Regions from separate parts of the Rattus norvegicus genome. Here region 2 is linked to region 1. A link is a contact called in public Hi-C data. All regions are on one chromosome and are shown on one strand. Each heading gives the region's core, a stretch centred on a gene start, on an enhancer-like site or on the middle of the called end of the contact. The rest is flanking DNA. Distances are from core to core; before and after follow the strand shown. Region 1 has its middle 28 kb from the start of Baalc. Region 2 overlaps Baalc (BAALC binder of MAP3K1 and KLF4).

What was found. Hi-C and Micro-C count contacts between places; a contact is called where the count stands out from the background.
Region 2: a contact with region 1 is called in a Hi-C map of liver, with 2.1 times the contacts expected there. The contact joins two enhancer-like sites. A contact is called at or near these places in 11 of 12 Hi-C or Micro-C datasets (the A7r5 cell line, the Rat2 cell line, Schwann cells and 6 more) and 1 of 1 datasets of contacts at active chromatin or transcription factors (oligodendrocytes).

What each region holds. Positions count from the first base shown.
Region 1 is chr7:71,772,809-71,779,201 of GRCr8, reverse strand. No RefSeq gene overlaps it. Among named protein-coding and RNA genes, the nearest start is that of Baalc, 28 kb to the left of the region's middle. Within about 2 kb of position 3,956, at least 72 of the 93 cell types and tissues checked have an H3K27ac peak or open chromatin away from gene starts, as enhancers often do.
Region 2 is chr7:71,843,423-71,849,815 of GRCr8, reverse strand. All of the region lies in intron 1 of Baalc (BAALC binder of MAP3K1 and KLF4), which reads right to left. Among named protein-coding and RNA genes, the nearest start is that of Baalc, 43 kb to the right of the region's middle. Within about 2 kb of position 2,410, at least 9 of the 93 cell types and tissues checked have an H3K27ac peak or open chromatin away from gene starts, as enhancers often do.

The sequences.
Region 1 (6,393 bases), core at 2,707-5,206:
TCTTGTTTCAATATTGTGTAAAAAAAGAAAAAAAATTGTTTTCCACCACCTCTGATTGGTTAGTAAAGAGCTGGCCAGCCAATAGCTGGGCAGCAGAATTGGAGGCGGGACTTCCTATCCCAGTGTTGAGGGCCCAGTGTGAAAAGAGGAAAGCCATGTGGGGCCCGGGAGAGTCGAGATTGAGACCAGGACAAAGAAGGAAGCCAGGAGAAGACCAAGATGGCAGGTAATACCACATGGCTGGAAAGTGACTGGGAAGCAGGCCGGGCCAGCAGTCCGGTTAGAATAGGTGAGAACCCTGCCCAGCTATAGTGCAAGCCTTTTATAAACCCCAGGTCTCTGCCATTATTTCAAGGCAAAGGAAGAGGCAAAAAGGCCCCATACTTTTAACCTCCCTCTCCTTCTCCCCTCCCCTCTTCTACCTTAGTTTCTCTCCACTGATCCTCCCCTTGCTCATCGAGGATTGGCTGGCAGACTTGACTAAGCCATCTGGCCAGCAGGAGTTCCGACTCATCAGTTGTAGCTAGTGCACTTCCTTTCCTCTAGCCTTAAAGGGATCGGACATCTGTGTGGCCATTGCACGCAACAGTCTTCCAAAACCTCTTTCCGATCCCTTTCTGATGTTTGCCAGCTTTGAGATGAGCCCTTAGCTACGATGAACTATTTTTTTTTTCTTTTTTCTTTTCGGAGCTGAGGACCGAACCCAGGGCTTTGCGCTCTACCACTGAGCTAAATCCCCAACCCCACGATGAACTATTATTAATCCAGCTTCTTTTAGCCCTGTCTGGCCTACGGTGAAGGCAAGAAAACCGTTCACTTGCCCAATTGGTGGTAGATATAACCATGTCACCAACTTTGGAAGCAGGAACCAGAGCTCTTCTGACAGAAAAGAAACAGGCTTCTCTCTGCGTTTCATAGACACTGACAAGAGTCGGATGCTTTTCCTAGGCCCTGCGCTGCCTTTCCAAGAAGAATCTTTTCATCTTTAACCAAATAGGAACTGCTGGTGCGCATAAATGAATGAATGCTTCAACAGCAGGCTGATGCGACATCCTTTAAAGGAAGAGAAATATTTAAAGACAGAGTCTTCTATTTTCCCCCTGAGGAAGAAACCCTGTAATATTCCTATTAACCTTGACATGTGTGAATCACTGAGCTCTTTCATCCCCTGTAGGTAGATTATCATGACTCACCACAGACCCACGACTGTGGGCTTCATGTAACCCTGACAGCAAAGGCCTTCCCGGGGGAGCTGCATGAGGCCATTGGCTGTGAACCAAGCCCTGCTTGCATCTTTACAAAGCCCAGGGCAGACTAGGAGTGACCCTGGGGCAAGCTTTGCACTGTGTATCAAAACAAGACTCCATTTTGGGGCATCCACTCTGAGGCCACCGTGTGAACTACACCTCACTTTGGATTAAAAAAAATGCATTTTTTTTACTTCAAATTTCGTTAAAGAAGAATTTATTATTATTCTTAGAATAAACTTTACTTAAATATACTCTATATTCAATCAGATATGCCCACTGCTGGAGACTGAGTATGTGTGTTTCCCACCAAAATTTCTCATTGAAACCTAAATCCCAAGGTGATGGCATCAGAAAGCAGGGTTGTTGGAAGTGATTAGGTCATAAGGCAGAGTCCTCAGGAATAATACTCATACCTTGATAAAAAGTGACCCAGAGAACTCAATGGCTCCCTACATCAGTGAGGATACAGAGAAAAGTTGTCAAAGGAGTCTTCCCTGAACCCTGACAGGCTGGCATCAAGTTGGGCTCCAGACTCTAGACCTCTAAGAACTAAATTTCAGGTGTTTATAAGGTCCCTGCTCCAAGGTATTTCAGTGTAGCATTTGGAATGGATAAAGATGGCCGCCTCTATGCACAGTTCAAGTGTAAGCTGGCTCCACACCACTGATACATATAGTAACTACTCTCCATACACTAAATCCAATCTCCACTCTAACAAGCCGGATAGAACACGAGGATGGGGGAAGGGTAGCTTTGTCAATAGAAAGTGCTTGACTTGCAGACCTGGTGTTTGATCCAACATTGAAAAGGTGTGGGGGGGTGGGGGGGTGTCCTAAAATCCCAGCACCAGGGAGGCAGAGACAGGCTCCAAATGGCTGAGCGCCTAACCTACCTAGTCTATGAACTTCAGGTCATAGTTTTGTCTCAAAAAAAAGGGGGGGTGAGGGGGCTGGAGAGTTGGCTCAGTGGTTAAGAGCACTGACTGCTCTTCCAGAGGTCCTGAGTTCAATTCCCAGCAACCACATGGTGGCTCTGTAATGGGATCTGATGCCCTCTTCTGGTGTGTCTGAAGACAGCTACAGTGTACTCACATACACAAAATAAATAAAATCTTTAAAAAAGAAAAGAAAGAAGGAAGAAAGGCAAAAACAAACAACAACAAAATGAAACATACCAAGGTAGGCATCAATTGAGGAACAACATCCCTGGTTGGCCTCTGGTCTTGCACACCTGCACATACATGTGCAGCCGTGGTGCACACACAGATATGGGTCACGCCCTTCATCTCCAAAGATCCCTCTTGCCCACTGCACTCAGTTCCTCCTGTTCCTGACGCAGGCAGCAGGCCTTTCAGTCACATCCTCTACGGTAGATTAATTTGCCATTGTAGATCGCCATGTGTAGTCTTTCTGTCTGGCTCCTTTGGAGCAGCATGCTGCTTTTGGGAGTCACTAATGTCATTTCACATGGTGCTAACTGAGTTTAATGACAGAATAGTATTCTGTTATACAGATGTACAACTCATTTATCCTTTCTCCTCTTGGTAAGTGTGCTTGGGTTGTTTCCAGTTTTGCTACCAAGGACAGACTGCAGTGAATATGATGTGAAAGCCTTTGTGCGGGCTCATGTACATGACTTCCCACAACCTCCTGGCATATACACCCAGGAGTGGAGCAGACTGAATTTTTAAGAATATAGCAAGTGTGAAGTATGGTGGTGCACCATTAATCCCAGCACTCAGAAGGCAGAGGCAGGAGACTCTCTGTGTGTTTGAGGTCAGCCTGATGTACACTGAGTTCCAGCCAGTGATGTGGTCTAGAAAGAAAAGAATTAAAGTAGGCGTGGTGACACATAGCTATAAAATGGAAGGGGAAGTGGGAAGAACTGGAGGGCAAGACCAGCCTGGGCTGCTAAGTGAGCTTAAAACCGTCCTGGAAGACAAATAGACAGACAAATAGACAGACAGACAGACAGACAGGTTTTTTACATTAACTAAAAGAATGTAGGCTAGGAGAGATGGCTGAGCCGTTAAGAGCATTGGCTGTTCTTGTAGAGACCAGAGTCGGATTCCCAGCACCGACGGCAGGGAGCTCACAACTGTCTGTAACTCCAGCTCCAGGGACCCAGCACCCTTCTCAGGCCTCTGCCAGCTTGAGAGACACTTCCAGGTCACAGAGCCAACAAAATAGTAATAGGGTCTCCAAGGATTTATGTACATTTCGAAGGAGGAAGGATTTACAGTTTAGAGTTCTAATGTAAATGCGCACAGAAACAGAAGGAACAGGGAAAGGGGGAGGAAGGCTTTTCCTGTCCGGTGTGGACCCTGAGGCGCCCCGCTCAGCCTGCCTTGCGCTGCTGACGTAGATATTCACCACCACACCCAACTCTTCTTTTCAGCAAGAATCAAACCTTATTTTTAATTCGTATATGTCCTTAGAGTCTACAATGGTCGGTGTGTTTGTTTGTTTGCTTGCTGGGCAGTGGTTGTAGGACTAGAACACAGAGCATCAAGCACCGTAAGCCTTGCCCCATCCCACTGCAAATGCTTCTCAATACACTGCCCATTAAAGAGAACCTCCAGGTCCCCAGGAGCCCCAGACTTTGGCATAGGTGCGGGGTGAAGCTGAAGCCTCTAACCATTGCAGCCTTTGGCTCCTGCGGTGCACTCTGGCCATACTTGGCATCTGTGTTCCAACACAACCCTCCCTAAGTCAATCTCATGTTTATTCATGAGAAGGTGGCTCCTAGGAAACCGCCCTTCCCTTCCTCCCACTGCTAACTGTTGCCCGGGTCACTGCCATCCTTCACAAGCCCCAGAAAAGTCCTTAATTGACCCCTTACCTCTGAAGGCACCCAGGGTCAGGGAAGACACAAGACTGCCTTGGTGACAGGCACTGTTTTGGTCACTCATTAGCTCCAAGCATGGCCATGACCTGCACTTCCCAGCTAAGCTGATTTTCCTGTTGTTCTGCCTGAAAAGACATCTGTAAATGGCGCTATTTAAGCACTGCAGTTTCTTTCTCTCACAAATGCTACCAAGCTCTACATGTTTTTAACTGCAATTGGGTGGCTTCCCTTTCTAATTAACTTAAGTGGCCTCTTCCTGATAGTGGTGACTATAATTACTCTGCACTTAACTCCTAGAGGACTGTTTTACAATTGGAGGACAGACGTACAAGGTGACCTTTCCCACCCTTGTTTTTCTGTGCTTGTTTCTGAGGAAGAGGAAGGCATTATTTTCCATTTGCAACAACGGTTTGCACAGTTCAGAGGGACTGCCTGTGACCCGCCTTTATTCTCTTCCTGCCATGCTCAGTAGCTGAGTCAGTGGGTTCAGGGCTAGTGCGCACGTCTTTGGTGATACTGTGGGAGGAGGGACATGGTGATACTGTCATTATTTAAAATCACTTCCACCCACCAGCTGAGTCATTGGGACGTCACTGCTCCGGAGTCTGCATCAGTCTCAAAAATATCCCTCAGTAGAGCTTCCCTCACTGGGGGGGGGGGGGGGGGGGAGGGGGGGCATGCCTGCTGCTCCCCTCAGAGGAAAAAAAACACCAGAAAACCCTCCCTTTGCATTGCCCCGCCCACACGGTGCTGCCCTGCCCACCAGTGCAACACCGGACCTGTCCAATATGAGTTCTGAGGGAGGCCAAACCTGAACTTTCCAGGAAGAGTCTAGGAGGCTGAAGATGACCCTGTCTAAGAAAAGAAGCCAGGTCTAGAATCTAAGTTCCCTCCCTCCTGGCCTTGCCCTAAACCGATAGATAGCAGAGTTGGGTAAAGACCTCAAGTCTGAAAATAAGAAATACCCCGAAATGCCATCAGTGGTAGCATAGCAATCTGCTGAAATGACTGGGTGGCCTTCATTCCACCGCAGACCTCAGAACAAACTAGAGTGCCCCGCCCCTCAGGTTTGTTTTCTCTTTTCACTCCTTTCAGATCGCAAGCAATAATCACTCCCAAGTTCAGAACAAGGGCTTTCCTGCAAACGCCTGGCTGCTTTCCAGACCATGGAGAGTCCAGAAGGAAATGTAGTTTGCCACTTGGTGCGGTGGTAGCCCGGGTGGGTAAGGTCTCAGCTTTGGAGTCAGGCAGATGGAGGAAGGCTGATGTGTCTGGGGGTGGCGCAGGGATGGCAGGGAGGGAGGGCGGGGATGGTGGCTGACTCAGTCCTCAGTTTCCAGCCACCATGGTCACTATAGGGCTGCTCTAAGGATTAAATGAGCTGATGACTGAAGCATTTAGTTTAGAGCGACACTTAGCAAACCCACTACAGAGGTCGGAGCTGCTACTGTGAATTTATAATTACCCCCCAGCCTCATGGCTGGCGGGGGGGGGGGGGGGGGTCAGACACTTCGAGTGGTGAGTGTCATCTCACTTTTGAAGACTTTTCTGTAATGGTTTTGTGCAGGGGAATCCTGGATCTGAAGCCAGAGCCTCTTGAACATATATGTACACTACCACCGAGCTACACACCAGGCCTAGGCAGGGTTTTTTTTTAAGTTTTAATAATTATTTAAATATATGTTAAATTTAAAATATTGTATTCTATTCCTAAGCAGTTTTTAAAATCATGTTGCCACAGCAAATCTGTACTGGAAAAGTTGTTTTTTTTGTTTTGTTTTGTTTTGTTTTGTTTTTTCATTTATCATATGGGTGAATAGAGCCCCCTACTGTTTGGAAAGTCTGCCCTGTCTTGAGTTTTGTTGTTTTTAGTTTGTTGTTGTGGAGTTTGTGAGTTTGATTCATTCAATTTGCAAACTCTTGAGCCCCCTTCTAAAAGGAACCGTGAGGCTCAAAGAATTGGTTAATGCATCTACTAACCACACGGCACTGAGAACACAGGAACATCTGTCTCTTAGGTTAAGAGCCTGTGGCGAACAGGGCGTGCCTTTGGAAGAGGGAGGTATAGGCAAGCTTCCCAATCAGAGCTGTGGTCCTCCTCACAGAGGGCAGAGCTGCGGGTCCTCCTCACAGGGGCAGAGCTGTGGTCCTCCTCACAGAGGGCAGAGCTGTGGTCCTCCTCACAGGGGCAGAGCTGTGGTCCTCCTCACAGGGGCAGAGCTGTGGTCCTCCTCACAGGGACAGAGCTGTGGTCCTCCTCACAGGGGCAGAGCTGTGGTCCTCCTCACAGGGGCAG
Region 2 (6,393 bases), core at 1,161-3,660, 72 kb before region 1:
ACAGAAAGGCTTGGGAATGGAGCAGGTGAGAGTCACCTGAGCCATCCCTTCTACTCACCACAGCCTGAGTCTGTGATGGAAAGGGGTGTTGGGTAGAGATGCTCTCAGGTGAGACACAGAGAGCCTGACCTTCAAGCATCTGGTCCAGTTGAAAGGCTAGAAGAGCCAACATTGTGTAACAAAAGAGAAGCTAGAGAGAGGCGGATTCATAACAGCACCGTCTCACTCCTGAAACTGACATTTTGGTTCCTAGCGCTAATATTAATGTGAAAGATGCCCTTCCCTGGTCTTGGCTTGTGTTGTTATAACAAAAGGCATGAGAGGGGGAACTTTATAAAGAACGGAAATTCTCCCAGTTCTGGAGACCACACCTCCTAAACACTCTTTCTTTTTTGACAATGACTGAAATGGCTTGCACGGGTGTTTTGGATTGTCCAAAAGTCGGGTTGAAACTTCATCCCTGCTGTGGTGTTAAGATATGGGGGCCCCGGGAGCGTGATGATCAGGGTTCTACCCCACAGAAGGCCGTATCCCTCTCCGGCCCTGTGAGGATATGGTGTTCAGCCTCATTGATCCTTCTACCCTGTGAGGTCATCGAGAGGGCCTCATCCCTCCAGAGCAGGCCTCCAGTATACAACCAATGGCTTGATCCTAGATTTGGCCTCTAGAACTGTGAATCTGCCTCTTTCTCTTGCTGTGCCCCTCTCAGAGCGAGCTTTGGTGTTCAAGGGAGAGGAACACGATCCTATTAAGTCATTCTTCTGTGTCAGAGGTCAAACCAAAGGTATTTACATGCATGGGCATAAGCTCTTTGTCCCCTCCAGCCTTTAAAGGGACAGCATTTTTGTTTGCTAGAATGAACACATACTTGCTTCTGGGTTGAAAAACCTGGGTAACTCATGGGAAGGAAATCTAAAAAAAAGACATATGACATTCAGTTGGCTTTAGGCCGAGAAGGAATGGAAGAACAGAAGACTATGGGAAAGACTGGGAGACTAAAAGATGCTCAGGGCCAATCTCAACCTGGTTAGTGAAAGCCTGAGAGTCGGGATTTTAATCAGATTTTTTATGCAACAAAAGAAAAATTTTTGGTCTTGGGAGAAGGCACAGTTGGTGAAGTGCTTGCCATGAAAACTGAGAGTTCAATTCTCAGTACCCATGGCGGGGTGGGGGCCGGGGTGGGGGTGGGGGGGACTAGGTGTGGTAGCGCACGCCTGTAGCCCAGCACTCTAGACGCAAAGAGAAGACGATCCCTGTGCCTGGCCCACTGGTCAGTCTAGCAAAATCACTAAGCTTGAAGTTCAATGAGAGATCCTATCTCAAAAACCAAGGTGGAGAATAATTGAGAAAGGCACCCAGGGCTGACCTCTGGCCTCCATACTCCTTCATACATGCACACATAAACACATACATGCAAACACGGTGCCATTTTTCTTGGGGGTCAGAGCAGGGTTTGAGTCCCTTTGCCTATATCTCTCAATCTCTGTTTTGTTCTTCTAGGGACCCACAGAATCTGTGAGCTTGTGACTTAAGTTCCTGCTTACCCAGTGAGTGCTGTTGACTGTAGACTCACTGGGTGCGAGGCACGTACTACAGTGGAGAAGGTACTCACTGCACCCTTTCGAGCAGCAGGCACTTTCAGAGACACTGAGTAATCCACGCTCTGGTCTTTCCACTGTCAAACTCTGCTGGGGAGATGTCTATCCAAAAATGGGTCTGACTGCTGCACACTATAAACCAGGAAGCCCAATCATCTTGCCCAATGATAGTCAGGCAGTGAAGACTCCAAACCCAGATCTGTGTGGCTCCAAAGACATCTTGTTCCATCTACTGTCTTAGTCATTGCCCAACTACTTAACATCACTAAGTCTCAACTTCCTCACATATAAAAGGAGGATCATGATATCTACATCAAAGATTGGTGATCAAAGAGAGCAGATGAGCTGGCACACGGTCAGGATTAACTCCATACCTTCCCACCTCCAGGCACAATGCCGACTTACAAATGTTTGATTTCAGATCTTTTCTTGAGAGCTGAGGGAACACGCAGAGTAGATGGGAGAACTGGGGAGGGGACAAGAGGATGTCACCAACAATCAGCTTTGCCAAGTCAACAACTCTAACTCCCATCTGGTGAGAGGGAGGGGAATGGAGTGACCACCTCCCAAGAGCCTTAGACCCAACTCTTAAGAGGCCCCAAAGGACCAATGCAATCAGGAGGTTAGAGGTTAAACAAAAGAAGTGAGAGATGCAGTTGGCAGACAGATTGCTGTTCTGCCAGGCCCAAGCGCTCCTGGTGAGCAGAAGGCAGCAATGTGACTCATGTGGCAGGGATAGAAATAGAGCCCCCAGCTTCTGTAGGACAGATAATTTGAGGCTTGGCTAGTTCCTGAATCTGTGTCATGCTGAAGGAAAAATGAACAGTGCCAGAGAAAAATCTACATGGGAGGGAGATCATAAGGTTCTGAGCCTCTCGGGAGAGCAGGCTCTGTTCTTAGGATCAGGGAAGAGAGCCCAAAGCAAAGCATGGTGCCTGAGGTTGGGAGACCTTGGGGCTTCAAGGTGTGCTGCGAAGGCAGGCATTTCAGAGAAACTAGAAATACACAAGGCCAGCCAAGGAAACACAGAAGCCAAACTTTTAGGGTTCATCGTCCCTTGTTAAGAAGTATGGATGTTGTCCTAAGGGCAATGGTACCCCAAAACATCAAAGATGACCCAGATGACAGCCTGGAGGCTGGGATCTTAGATGACAGCCTTCCTCCTTGTGGTTTTTTTCTAACTATCAGAGGTGTTTCTAAGATACTATCTTCCCACCCTGGACTTGGTATATTGGAAATCTGAGAAGAAGGCTCCAAATCAAAGTACCATCTTAGAAAGGAGTTTTTAGTTTTAAAAGCTCTCCCAAACTCAGGGGGCAGAGGCAGGTAAATCCCTATGAGATTGAAGTCAATCTCATCTACATAGAGATTTCCAGATACTGGTCTGGAACTCGTCTGAAAACTACTGTGCAGGGAGACCTTGTCTAAAACACTCAAACCCTTCATCTGAGTTCAATATTTAAAAAGAAGGGGAGGAAAATGGACATGCTTGTTTTTCCTGTATAAGGGATATTGTCACACATGAGTCAATAGCTTCTCATGTGAGCTGTGTCCACCTTATATGCACAGACTCTATTTTGAAACAGAGGCTTTGCTGACATGCCATAATGGAGCCAAGATGTTGGTTTCAGTTGTCGATTGACACAACCCAGCCACTTGGAAGAGAGAAGCTCAGTTGAGAAACTGCCCTTAGATTGGCTTGTGCTGTCTGTGGGCCATTTTCTCTATTGCTGTTCAGTGTGGGAGGGGTCAGCCCACTGTAGGCAGTAACAGACCTAGGCAGGTGGTCCCAGGCTTTGTAAGGAAAATTACGGAATGTTCACCTGGAAGCAAGCCAGGAAGCAGCATTCCTCCATGATGTGTGCTTCAGTTCCTACCTTTAAGTGCCTGACTTGGTTTCTGTCAATGATAGTCTGTAATCTGTGAGCAGAAACAAATCCTTTCCTCTCCAAGTTGTTTTTGGTCATGATGTTTTTCACAGCAACAGAAGGCAAACTAGAACATGGGGCTCTGAGGACTGAGGATGTCAGCCTGCCCCAGGTTTCCTATAGAGCACTATCAACAACGAAAGGACTGTGCAGAGTTCTTAAAGCTCTCCATTTACAGTAACTGCCAGGAAGACCTCTAAGAGATCAGGAAAGGAGGTAGTCCTATGGTGGCCCCAGGAGCCAAGGTCATGCTGGACCTTAAATGCAGTCGTGGCTTGGGTTGTTCAGGTCCTATACTACTGATCCATAGCCTGGAGTTTCTGTTCCCCAAATGAGCAAAGGTAGCCTATCCATTGCTGAGGGAAAGATGGGCACCCTAAGAGGTTTGTTTTCTTTGCTGTTTATTTTCAAGTATTCGTTTTGCGGCGCATGCACCACAGCTTGTTGTGTGGTGGGCAAAGAACAACTTGGGGGAGTCAGCCCTCTTCTTGTACTGTATGGGTCCTGGGGATCGAGCTCAGGTCGTCAAGCTTGGAGAAAGGCGGCTTTGCCTGATGAAACTTCTTGTTCTTCTCTCAGAAACCACATCTGTCTTCACTGTGGGCTGAAATGTGACCCTCAGTTCCCTGCACTTGTCCCTTCATCTCAGCTAGACCCAGACTTTCACCCCAGACTTTACCAGACTTTGCTGGATCATGGAGACATAAAGTACCATCATCACCCCTAAATATATCCAGTGGGAAAGTTGGAAATAGAAATCAGAAAAGACTTTGTAAGTCAACTCATGCTTGTACTTACATCTCAGAGTAAAGAGAACAATATTCAACACTCAAGTTAGAGAATGCTCTATGTCCTTGACTTCCTTTTAATACAGTGCCATGCTTTATAGTGTTCTTATATAAATACTAAATTAACAATCAAGAAAATAAAATTAAGGTTATATTGAAACTAGAGAAGACATCAAAGACACAAAGGATGCTGGGTTTAAGAGGAAACTGGAGGAAGGAAAATCTGACAGTTGGAACAGTGGAGGCAGTGAGGACTTTGGCTTAAACAGTGCAAGGGGTGGGGTGGAACAAACTGTATTTAAGAGAGATTTGTGCAAAAAAAAAAAATAAAGAAAAACAAAAAACAAGGGAAGAATCTAGCCTCACCACTGACAGCTCGCAGAACCAGCTGCAGTCTGCCTTCTCTGGAATTCTTTCCTGTTCTTTAGACTCAGTGTATCCAGTCTGAACTAGTCACATCCGTAACCTTTTGATGGTTTTCCTTGACTGCCCTTTCTGGGGAGCACACCGCCAGCTTGCTAGCCTCTGATCACAAAGGCATGCAACCTTCCTCTCTCCTTCATTCTCTGTAATCAAATGTGACACTCTTCCATGGGGACTTCCTCAGCTCGATTCTGTTCTCTGCTTACGTTCCCACCTGAAGGGTCCACTTCACCCCAGCTTGTCTCTAAATGACAGCAGTGGCTCCCACTGGCACACTTCAGTTTCCCTCCATCACTCGCTCACATCCTGCCCTTGAAGGAAGAATGAATCTTCCCACAGCACAGCCTTCCTCTCCCTGCCCTGTTGCCCTGTTGCTTGAGACCAGAGCCCTCTGCTTTAAAAAAAAAAAAAATAGTGTTTGGAGGAAATGTTGAAAAAATTCTGTTTGGAGTAGGGGGGGAATTATTTCAACTGCCATTTTTCAGTGTTTCAGAGAAGACAGTGGGATATTATTTTAGAGAGTCACTATTAAAATATGAGATATCATAATCAATTTGAGAAAAACATGAATAAATTAATGTTTAAAAGGTTTACATGTTTAAAATGCCATCTTAGTATCATACATAGTAAATCTCGGAGTGTTTGTAACCTTCAGATACTGACCGTTTGAGAAAGGGTGCTTTTCTCCTGATTCTGAGTCTATAAAGAAACAAGTGAATTGGGGTTGGGGATTTAGCTCAGCGGTAGAGTGCTTGCCTAGCAAGCGCAAGGCCCTGGGTTCGGTCCAGCTCCAAAAAAAAGAAAAGAAAAAAAAAAAAAGAAAAAGAAACAAGTGAATTATATGCAGCCAGAGAATCTTTTAGAGATCCCTACAGTGCGCTGGGTGTGGTAGTGCACACCTGTAATCCTAGTACTTAGAAGTGGAGGCTGGAGGATCAGGAGTTCCAGTTCATTCTCCGCTACACAGCAAGTTCAAGGCTAGCCTGAACTACATAAAAATCCTGTCTCAAACAAACCAACCTGTATACTTCTTGCCGACTCTCCTTTCTCTAGCACACCCTGTACCCCCAACACACAGCCTTTCTCAGTCTAAAAGGACACTCGTTAACTTCCCTTCCTGACCCACTCTAAACTCTATAGTCTATGAAACCCACAATTCTGAAGCATGCGCGGTAGGCTTGTCTATTAACACTCCAAAGCCGTTCCTGCTTTCAGAGCACATGGGCTGAATTAGAGCACGTGACCAAGAGCAAAGCCAACCAATCACCTCTCTGCATTATCGTCGCAGATGTAACTTGTTCTGGGGCCATCGCTGGACCTTAGTGAGTAACCCCAGGACTTCGGTAGGAACTACCAGAACAGGGGCTCTGTGTCCCCATTGGACGTGCATCTGGGAAGTACGGTAAGTCACTGCAGTAGGAGTCTGGGCGCTATGAGGGGAAAATCTTCTATAGAGTGTAGATGACGCTGAAGAAGAGGCTTGAGAAACAGAAAGGGTAACATGGGTTTTTGTTGTCATGTGACCCTGAATCCAGCCTGTTTCTAAGTCAACCTCGCCCTCAACCCCAGGTGTCCTGTCCTTATACCCCACAACTCCCACCATCCTGTTCCTTGAGCTACGGAAGCCCCCATTTTTTAAATTTAATTTTTTAACTT